2 separate regions of the Sus scrofa genome follow, and region 1 is linked to region 2. A link is a contact called in public Hi-C data. All regions are on one chromosome and are shown on one strand. Each heading gives the region's core, a stretch centred on a gene start, on an enhancer-like site or on the middle of the called end of the contact. The rest is flanking DNA. Distances are from core to core; before and after follow the strand shown.

Region 1 (4,513 bases), core at 1,587-4,086, 66 kb after region 2:
GGGCTCTGGGTCACCAGAGTGACTCATGCCACACATCCAGTGAATGTAGAAACCAGCCCTCTGTTCCCACACGTGGGACCCATCCCGCCAGCATCCATAGGGACAAAACTTCGGTATATGGTGTGGGTCTGTGGTGTGGAGGAGGGAGGGAGCTAGCTTTCCTGAGCACCAGAAGATACTTTACAATGACTATAAATGTTCACAATAATTTCCTGAGACACAAACAGATGAGACACGTTTTGTGGGTGAAGAAATATGGTCCTTAAGTATCAGGATTGATCAGGTTATAAAGTGATTATAGGGGAGTTCCCATTGTGGCTCAGCAGAAATGAACCTGGTTAACATCCATGAGAACGTCGGTTCCATCCCTGGCCTTGCTCAGTGGGTTAAGGATCCAGCGTTGCTGTGAGTCATGGTGTAGGTCGTAGAGGTGGCTCGGATCCGGCGTTGCTGTGGCTGTGGCGTAAGCCAGCAGCTGCAGCTCTGATTTGACCCCCAGCCTCAGAACCTCCATATGCTGCAGCTGCTGCCCTAAAAAGTGAAGGGAAAAAAAAAAAAAAAAAGAAAAGAAAAAAAGAAAAAGTGATCATAAAATGTGATGTTTCCAGATCTTCTTGAAATTGTGAACAGAAGCAAAGAATAATTAGAAGATTTTTTTAAAAAGTGGTTATAGGGCCTGAGGATAAAGCTGATCTGGAAAGGGGGTGGGGGGGAGTGGGCAGATGATGGTGGCAGCATGCCCTCACCTCCTTCATGTCCTCGTAGAAGAGGTAGAGGATGCGGTGCCGGTCCTTGGCGTCCCACCAGCCCCTCACGTGGTCATACCAGGAGCCCCACAGCACTGAGGGAAGGCGGGAGACAGGCATCAAGAGCAGCCGCAACTTAGAAAACCTGCGTGGCTGTCTCAGGTGAAAGACGTCGCTCAACGACCACAACTAGAAGGCAGAGGCCCCGGGCAGAATCCTCATTTGCAGAGACCCTGGATTTTTTTAGTATTTAGGGAGGTGATAAGACATCTCCTGGATTCTGTGGTTTATGTTTCCACCCTGGAACTTCCTCCCACATGAGAGACCAGCCCACGGACAAAAGGATGCAGGGCCTGGATTTCTTCACGTGGCGGCCTGGAGCCCAGACCAGCATTTTGTGATCAATATTGTCCCCTAACAGGCTGATCTGGAAAGGAAACCTTTACTGCTGAAGAGTCCTAACGACTTGATGTTTAGGCGGTGGCATATTTGAGGGAGAGGTGCGCTGGTGTCCTCCATGGCCCCCAAAGCCACTCTCCGCCCTCCCCCTCCTCCTGCTGTGACCTTGACCTCTGTGGCTGGTGTCGCTGAGCTCCCCCTGACCCAGACCTCAGGGTCCCAAACGGGAGGCAGAGGGTTAGGATGGGGTCTAAGCGCCGAGGCCGACCCGTGGGTCTCAGGGACCAGCTGTCTCCCCAGAACTCTGTGCCCTCACCCGCTGGGCACCTGACCCTCTGCCCCCAGCTGTCTGGTGTCTGAGCTACACCTCATCAGGGACCTAGTCAGAGTGTGTCACTTGTGTCCTCCCAGAGCCTCCACACCCACAGCTCAGCCGGGCCCTGCTTTCTGTGCGAGTAGGGGGCTAAACAGGTCTTCAGCTCACCCTTCCCAGCCTTGAACGCCTCGATGTATTCCTCCCAGGGTCCGGGGTCCGGGAACATCTTGTTCATCCTGGAGAAGTGGTAGTAGGAGACCAGGGAGTCCTTGGCATTTCTGGCCATGTAGATGATCTGCCATCAGCCAGGCAGGGGATGGAGACACAAGGGAAACAGGACAGAAGAGGTTACTGCTCAGGGCAGAGCCCCGTGCTGTTGGAAGACCCTCAGAAGGTCATCCCAGTCCTGGCAGGTGTTTTCCGGGACCCCTCTTCCGGTTTGCCCAGCAGAGTCCAGTGACATCTGCGGTCTCAGCATAGTCACTGAGACACCCCTCCAAAGTGTCCTGGTTTGTGTGTGACCAGTGCCACCGTCCCCCTAATTCTGACGTTCCTGGAGGTCCAGGAGGCCAGGTGGACTTTTCAGGGTGTGGGAGGAGGTTGCACAGGACTTTAGGCTCAGGTAGGAGGGGACCTTTGCTCGGTCTGTGCACTGCAACTGCAGCCTCACAGGTGGATCTTGTCTCCGACAAGGTTGCAGGGCCCTGAGGGCAGGGCTAGGTCCACCTGGACCTGCTGGTGACCTGCCTCCTGGGAAAAGCAGAGGCACTATCAGGCTTCTGGGCCTTCCCCTACCCCCAGCCCCTGCCCTCTGGTCTCCAGGGAGGGTTGGGGGGGGTGGACACACGTGGATGCTTTTTCAAGAATGCTCCCCCTGTCTCATTACTCCGCAGAGCCGAGCACCAGTCCAGACCCATCACCCGGTCGGTCGTGGTGCTTTCCTCTAAGAGAATTATCGCGGGTCCTGCAGCCCCAGCTGTGTTTCCCCCACGGCCCCTCCCAGGAGCCCAGACCTGCCTGGACTCTGCTCCCTGGCCCATCCCCCTGCCGGTCTCCTCTCCTGTGATCATGAACATGATCATGAACCAACAGTCTGACCCAACAGCAAGGCCTTGTTGTTAAGTAAACACAGTTCTCAATGCTGCTGTGGCTTATAGCTTTTTGTTTGTTTTTGTTTTTGCAAATCAAACCCTGAGTCACCAAAACAGGGAAGCCGGGGCTGGACGGGGCGCCTGTTCAAATGACCCAGGTTTGGAGTCAGATGGCCAGTGTGAGTGAAAGTCATGCATGTACATGTCCTGGGCCTGAGATCCACCTGACTGAGTTTCTATTGCCGCTGTAACAAATGACCACAACTGTAGAGCCCAAGAGATTTACTCTCTTATGGTCCAGAAGCCAGGTTTCCCTGGGCTGGATTCCAGCCGGTCGCAGGGCTGCTTCCCTCTAGTGGGTCTCAGGGAGAAGCTACCTGGAACCTGGAGGCACCCGTAATCCCTGGCTCCAGACTCCTGGCTCGCCAACCTCTGTGTCAGATGTGATGCCTCTTTCATCCTCTGACCTTCTCACCTCCCCCCTCTCTCAAGGATCCTGAGTTTAGGGCCTCCCAGACAACCCAGGATAACTTCCCAGCTTGAGAGCCTTCATTACACCCACAAAGTCCACTTTTAAGGGGCGTTACAGGGGTTTGGTGACTGGGATGGGATATCTTTGGGGACACTATTTATTTATTTATTTATTTATTGCTTTTTAGGGCCGCACCCATCGCAAATGGATGTTCCCAGGCTAGGGGCTAAATCAGAGATACAGCTGCTGGCGTACACCACAGCCACAGCAACGCTAGATCCTTAACCCACTGAGTGAGGCCAGGGATTGAAGCCGCAAACTCATTGTTCCTAGTCAGACTCCTTTCCGATGTGCCACAGCAGGAATTCCAGGGGGACACTGAGGCAGAATACTAACTCAGGTAGTCGGTGTAGGAGCATGGGTTTCGGGGCATTCCTTGATATGGCTATTGATTAACATTTGTGGTTTAAGGGCTCCAGAAAGTAATGCCCCACAGGCTGTTTACTATAGGAAATGCACCTTCCCCCACACGGACCTTAATCCCTAACCCACTCCTCAATGGATAGAAAAGGAATGAGAGGAAGGGTGACTCAGTCTAAGGAAAGAGAAGGACAAAGAAATCATAAAACTTACATTTCCAATCCCAAAAGCCCTATGGGACAAGGACCAATATGGGTAACTGAGTAAGGCCAATGGGAGAAAACCATATCTCTCTGGACCCCACACTTGTACCCCCCCATCTTTAAGGCATAAAAATCCCTATAGGACAACAGAGGTGTGTGTCGGGGGGTGCTCTTCTTTTCTCCTCCCAGCAACCCTGGGAGCTGTTTGTTTTCCTTTAACAAAGACTTTGCTTGCTTGCTGCCTGTGTGTTCGTGGAGTTCATTTTCCGACTGCATGAATAAGAACCTGACATCAACACTATTTACATTTCCACTCCATCACAGAAGGAAAAGTGCAGACCAAGCTCACTTCCTACTCAAATAACCTACAACTCTCAGCAGATAAAGGGAGGCGCTGCCATGGAGATGTTTACATTTTTCGAAGGCCTAGCTTCCCAAAAAGAAGCTGTCAATCTGATGACAAACCAAGTGTTAATGTGTTTTCTGACTTTGAATCTCCGGCGGCATCTGGAAATAATACTGGTTCTGGAATAGCAACATTAAGTTATCGGTCTGTGAAAATAAATCAAGACGGCTTCAAAGTCATGGCGACCTCAGGGAAGCAAATCGGAGGTGGGGTAGCATTTTGACACAGGGAAAAACCTATTTGATTCTGTGGCACCTTGTTTGGAGATAGAAGGTGGCAAGAGGCAGCCATGAACACCATGGAAACCAGAGCAGAGACTCAAAAGCAGTCTTGCACTCTGCTCCAGCCAGAACGTGTAGGTCTACTAGTTGGGCTCATTACTGCTGAGCTACAATGGGAACTTCTGACATTTTTGACTCTATGGGTCAAAACTGGGTTTCAAGAGCTGGCTGTCCTGACC
Region 2 (4,316 bases), core at 1,010-3,509:
TATACCACAGCCACAGCTACAGGGGATCTGAGTTGCATCTGTGACCTACACCACAGCTCATAGCAATTCTGGATCTTTAACCCACTGAGCGAGGCCAGGGATCGAACCTGCATCCTCATGGATCCTAGTCGGGTTCGTTAACCACTGAGCCATGACAGGAACTCCTACTAATACTTAAACACTGTCCTGCAGTGATGATAATGAAGTAGAGTTGTGGGTGAAATTAAGGTAGTGAGATATGCTCCCCATCAGTGGTTACTTGCAGAAATTCATATTAGAAAAGTTTAATCCTGAACAGGGTCATGATAAGATCAGAAAATCAGGGCTGGGAGTTCCAGTGGTAACGAACGAGACTAGCGTCCATGAGGATGCTGGTTTGATCCCTGGCCTTGCTCAGTGGGTTAAGGATGCGGCGTTGCCATGAGCTGTGGTGCAGGTTGCAGACAAGGCTTGGATCCCATGTTTCTGTGGCTATGATGTAGGCCAGTAGTTGCAGCTCCGACTGGACCCCTAGCCTGGGAACTTCCATATGTCGTGGGTGTGGCCCTAAAAAAGAAAAAAAAAAAGAAAGAAAGAAGATCAGGGCTGACATGAAACAGATGGAAGGGTGAGTGGAGAGCCCCTCTGTGTGCAGAGTCTTTATTGAAGTGTATGCACTGGAGCAGGGGCAGGGGGTGGGGGGTGAGTTGAATACCGCATTTTTTCTCTGTATGTAGGTACATGCAAATAGCTGCAGAACCACCTCTCCCAGCTCAGGCCCCAGTGTTTACGACGCTGTGGCTGGGCTCAGTTTGTCTTGTTTCTGCACTAACTTCATTAAGCTGATTATTGGAATAAGAAAGCAGGTTCACAACATACCACCAGGGAGGGTGGAAATTAAGAGTAGTTCTGGGGAGTTTCCGTTGTGACGCAGTAGAAATGCGACGAACTAGTATCCATGAGGATGTGGGTTTGATCCCTGGCCTCAATCAGTGGGTCAAGGATCTGGCATTGCCGTGAGCTGTGGTGTAGGTTGCAGACACGGCTCGGATCCCGTGTGGCTCTGGCATAGGCCAGCAGCTGTAGCTCCTATTCGACCCCTAGCCTGGGAATCTCCATATGTTCTGGGACCCCGAGCTGGGAAGCCTGGGAGCTGAGCAATGCAGATCCCAAGCCGCCCACCCTCTCCCCACATCAGCTCCCCCCCGCCTGTCCAGCTCACACACAGCAGCTCTTTACAAGATCTGCTATAAGGGCCCTTCGCTGGGAACAAGTAAATCAACAATCTGGCCAGTTTATTTTCAGCTGTTTGACTCACTGCCTTCAAGGGAACTTAAAAAACAACAACTAAAAACCAACCAACCAAACAAAAAAACCCACATGCATCAGAGGAAGAATTAAATTCTTAAGAGGGATAGGTCGTTTTAATATTTTTAGTGTGGTTTCAGTTTCCATTCGTGATTTGTCTTGGCTCTGTCACTCTGCCCAGTAAACTGCTTTCCACTCGGACCCAGGTCAGTTCCTTTTTTTTTTTTTTTTTTTTTTGTTATTGATGCATCTTCCCCCCACAGCCTTCCTAACTGTCCTCTTGGTCACCCCCATTCCCGTGCCTACCTGCTTTCGGATAGGTAGCGATAAGCAGATCGTCAGGCCGGGCTTGGAAGTTCCAGATCTGCACCCAGGTGTCACAGGTGGGCGTGGGCTGCAGAATCCCCTCCACGTAGTCCACAGCCAAGCGCTCACCTTCGTCGTGTTCCAGACCCTCCATCTTGCTCAAGGCCATCAGGGTCAGATCCTAGATGTCTGCCCCGGTAAAGTATTGCTCTCAGGTGGCACAAAGCTGTGTTGTTGCTGGCCTGGAGACAGGGCAGAACTCAGAGCACTGGCCCTGCCTTGGACCGGCCGTAGAGGGCAGAGCGGCCGTTCTAGGGAGCCAGCAACTCTCCTCGGGGCTTTGCACACAGTGCTTTCCTAGCCTGTTCCCGGTGGGCTATGATGCAGCTGCTCCTGGCTGCCATCTAGCGGCCCGTGCACAGTCAGCCCTGCTCTTCTGTGCCACCTCATTTGTGGTTCACCTCTGTGTGCACAAAACAATCCACAGCTCTCCGTTAATTGTTTCTTCTGAGGATTTTAAGCTAATTGAGAAATTGCAGGGAGCCTGCCTGTGGAATTGCAGGTCACGTCATTGCAGAATGATTTCCCTGACAGGCTGCAGGGAGATTGCTGTGGCTGCTGGCAATGAGGGGCCTAGATAGAAACTCCCGGCACAAAGGTCAGCGTTGTTATTGTTAAGAGTGAAATAAACAAGGCTCTATTAGGGAAGTTTCCCTTCCTGTTGTGGGCTCTTCCTCATAAATATCAAGTGGAGTCTTCCAGCTAATGAAACGTGGGTCACGTTTGAAGCGAAGTGGATGCAAAAGCTTGTCCTTTTTGGACCTCACCTCCCAGCCTCACGCCAGAGTCCCCTGGAAGCCCCTTGTTTTGCTGAAAGCCTTGGTGAGAGTTCTTGCTATGGCTCAGTGGGTTAGGAACACGACTTGTGTCCATGAGGATGTGGGTCCGATCCCTGACCTTGCTCAGTGGGTTAAGGATCTGGTGTTGCCCTGGGCTGTGGTGTAGGTCTTAGATGTGGCTCAGATCTGGAGTGGCTGTGGCTGTGGCTGTGGTCGGCAGCTTCAGCTCTGAACGCACCCCTAGCCTGAGAATATCCATATGCCTCAGGAGTGTCCCTAAAAATTAAAAAAAAAATTTTTTTTTAAAGCCCTGGGATTTATTTATCCTGCTTGCTCCTTCCCTCGGAACCATTCCTGGCTCTTGGAGTTTTTTTTCTCTCTTGTTTCAGTCACAACCCTTCTCTGCTGACTGCCTTGGAAACAAGACTGACCCACCCAGTTCCTGTTTCTCCGTCTGATATAATCAAGAATGTTGCTGGGCTTTGTCTCTGGTTCCCGAAGCTGAGGTTTTTTGTTTTTTGTGTTTTTTTTTTTTTGTCTTTTTGCTATTTCTTTGGGCCACTCCCACGGCATATGGAGGTTCCTAGGCTAGGGGTCGAATCGGAGCTGTAGCCACTGGCCTACGCCAGAGCCACAGCAATGAGGGATCCGAGCCGCGTCTGCAACCTAGCTCACGGCAACACTGGATCATTAACCCACTGAGCAAGGGCAGGGACCGAACCCGCAACCTCATGGTTCCTAGTTGGATTCGTTAACCACTGCACCACGATGGGAACTCCTTTTTTTTTTTTTTTCCTAAGCTGAGTTTTAAAAACCCTTGAAGTTCCTGAGAAATTGGGGGGTCTTTGGCTGTTCATAGTGAGTCCCTTTAGCCCACACCTGAGTTTACCCTAACGAGGTGACACCTGCTGGGCCCTTAGTTTCCAAGGAGGGGCTGCAATTCCAGCAAGATAAAGCATATGACCCTTTTATCCAGGTCACAGTTGGGGGCTGGTCCTTTCATCCTCACAGGGTCAGGAGGTTGGTCCTTTCACCAGCTCAGGATCAGGGGGCTGGTCCTTTCATCCTCACAGGGTCAGAGGCCCTTTCAGTCCCACCCCTGCCTCCAGAGAGGGGAGGGTTGGGGACTGGGCTCAGCCGTGTAGTCAGTGCTAAGGAACCCCCTTGGCACCAAGGCTCAGGGCCTCTTCTTGGCTGGTGAACATGGTGATGTGCCCAGAAGCTGCTCTGCGCAGGATCTATGGGGACAGGGCACAGAAGCCTTGTCCCCTCTCCTCCAAGACCTTGTCCCCCTCACCTCTTCCATTTGGCTGCCCTGATCTATATTCTTATGATGAAACTGTAATTGTAGGTGTGGTGTTTTCAGTGAGTTCTGGGCGTCACTATTGACCCTCAGGGTCACACACACACTTAGAGCTGTTGGTCAGAAGCACAAATCATCCCCAGGACTTGTGGCTGCATCTGAAGGGGGGAGTCTTTTGAAAGGCTCTGTTCTTGACCTGTGGGGTCTGTGCCAACCCTGTCATGTCAGAATTGAACTGAATTGATCAGACACCAGCTGGTGACTTTGGGACAGCTCTCCCTCCACGCCGATCCTGTTGTCAGGAGACCTGCTTCTCACTTAACTCCCTTTCCACCCAGACTGTCACAGCACCCCAACCTGGGGATGGAGGGCTGGCAGACAGGGATAAAATGCCCCAGAGAGAACTGGCTGGGCTTTGAATGGTACCTGGGAAAGCTGAAGGTTTCAAATAACTTGAAAATCATCCTAACTACACAGATGCTCCTAGTCTCCTTTAATATTTTTACTCAGATGTTCTTGAACATTCAGGAAAATTAAAGTATTGTACTTCGTTATTATAAAAATAATCTGGTGCTAAGCCA

Evidence for each region. Hi-C and Micro-C count contacts between places; a contact is called where the count stands out from the background.
Region 1: a Hi-C map of liver shows a contact between it and region 2, with 2.7 times the contacts expected there. The contact joins the enhancer-like site here to the promoter of LOC100623441 in region 2. A contact is called at or near these places in 2 of 5 promoter capture datasets (fetal liver and liver) and 9 of 47 Hi-C or Micro-C datasets (alveolar macrophages, fetal liver, heart right ventricle and 4 more).

What each region holds. Positions count from the first base shown.
Region 1 is chr3:47,840,750-47,845,262 of Sscrofa11.1, forward strand. LOC100623656 (sulfotransferase 1C1) reads right to left here. Exons shown (of 8, transcript XM_003354702.4): 4 at 4,513; 5 at 1,630-1,756; 6 at 747-841. Among named protein-coding and RNA genes, the nearest start is that of GCC2, 84 kb to the left of the region's middle. Within about 2 kb of position 2,837, at least 5 of the 83 cell types and tissues checked have an H3K27ac peak or open chromatin away from gene starts, as enhancers often do. A contact at or near this core is called in fetal liver and liver, where this site is marked.
Region 2 is chr3:47,774,919-47,779,234 of Sscrofa11.1, forward strand. LOC100623441 (sulfotransferase 1C4) reads right to left here and starts at 2,260. Exons shown (of 8, transcript XM_013995888.1): 1 at 1,594-2,260. The coding sequence starts at 1,762.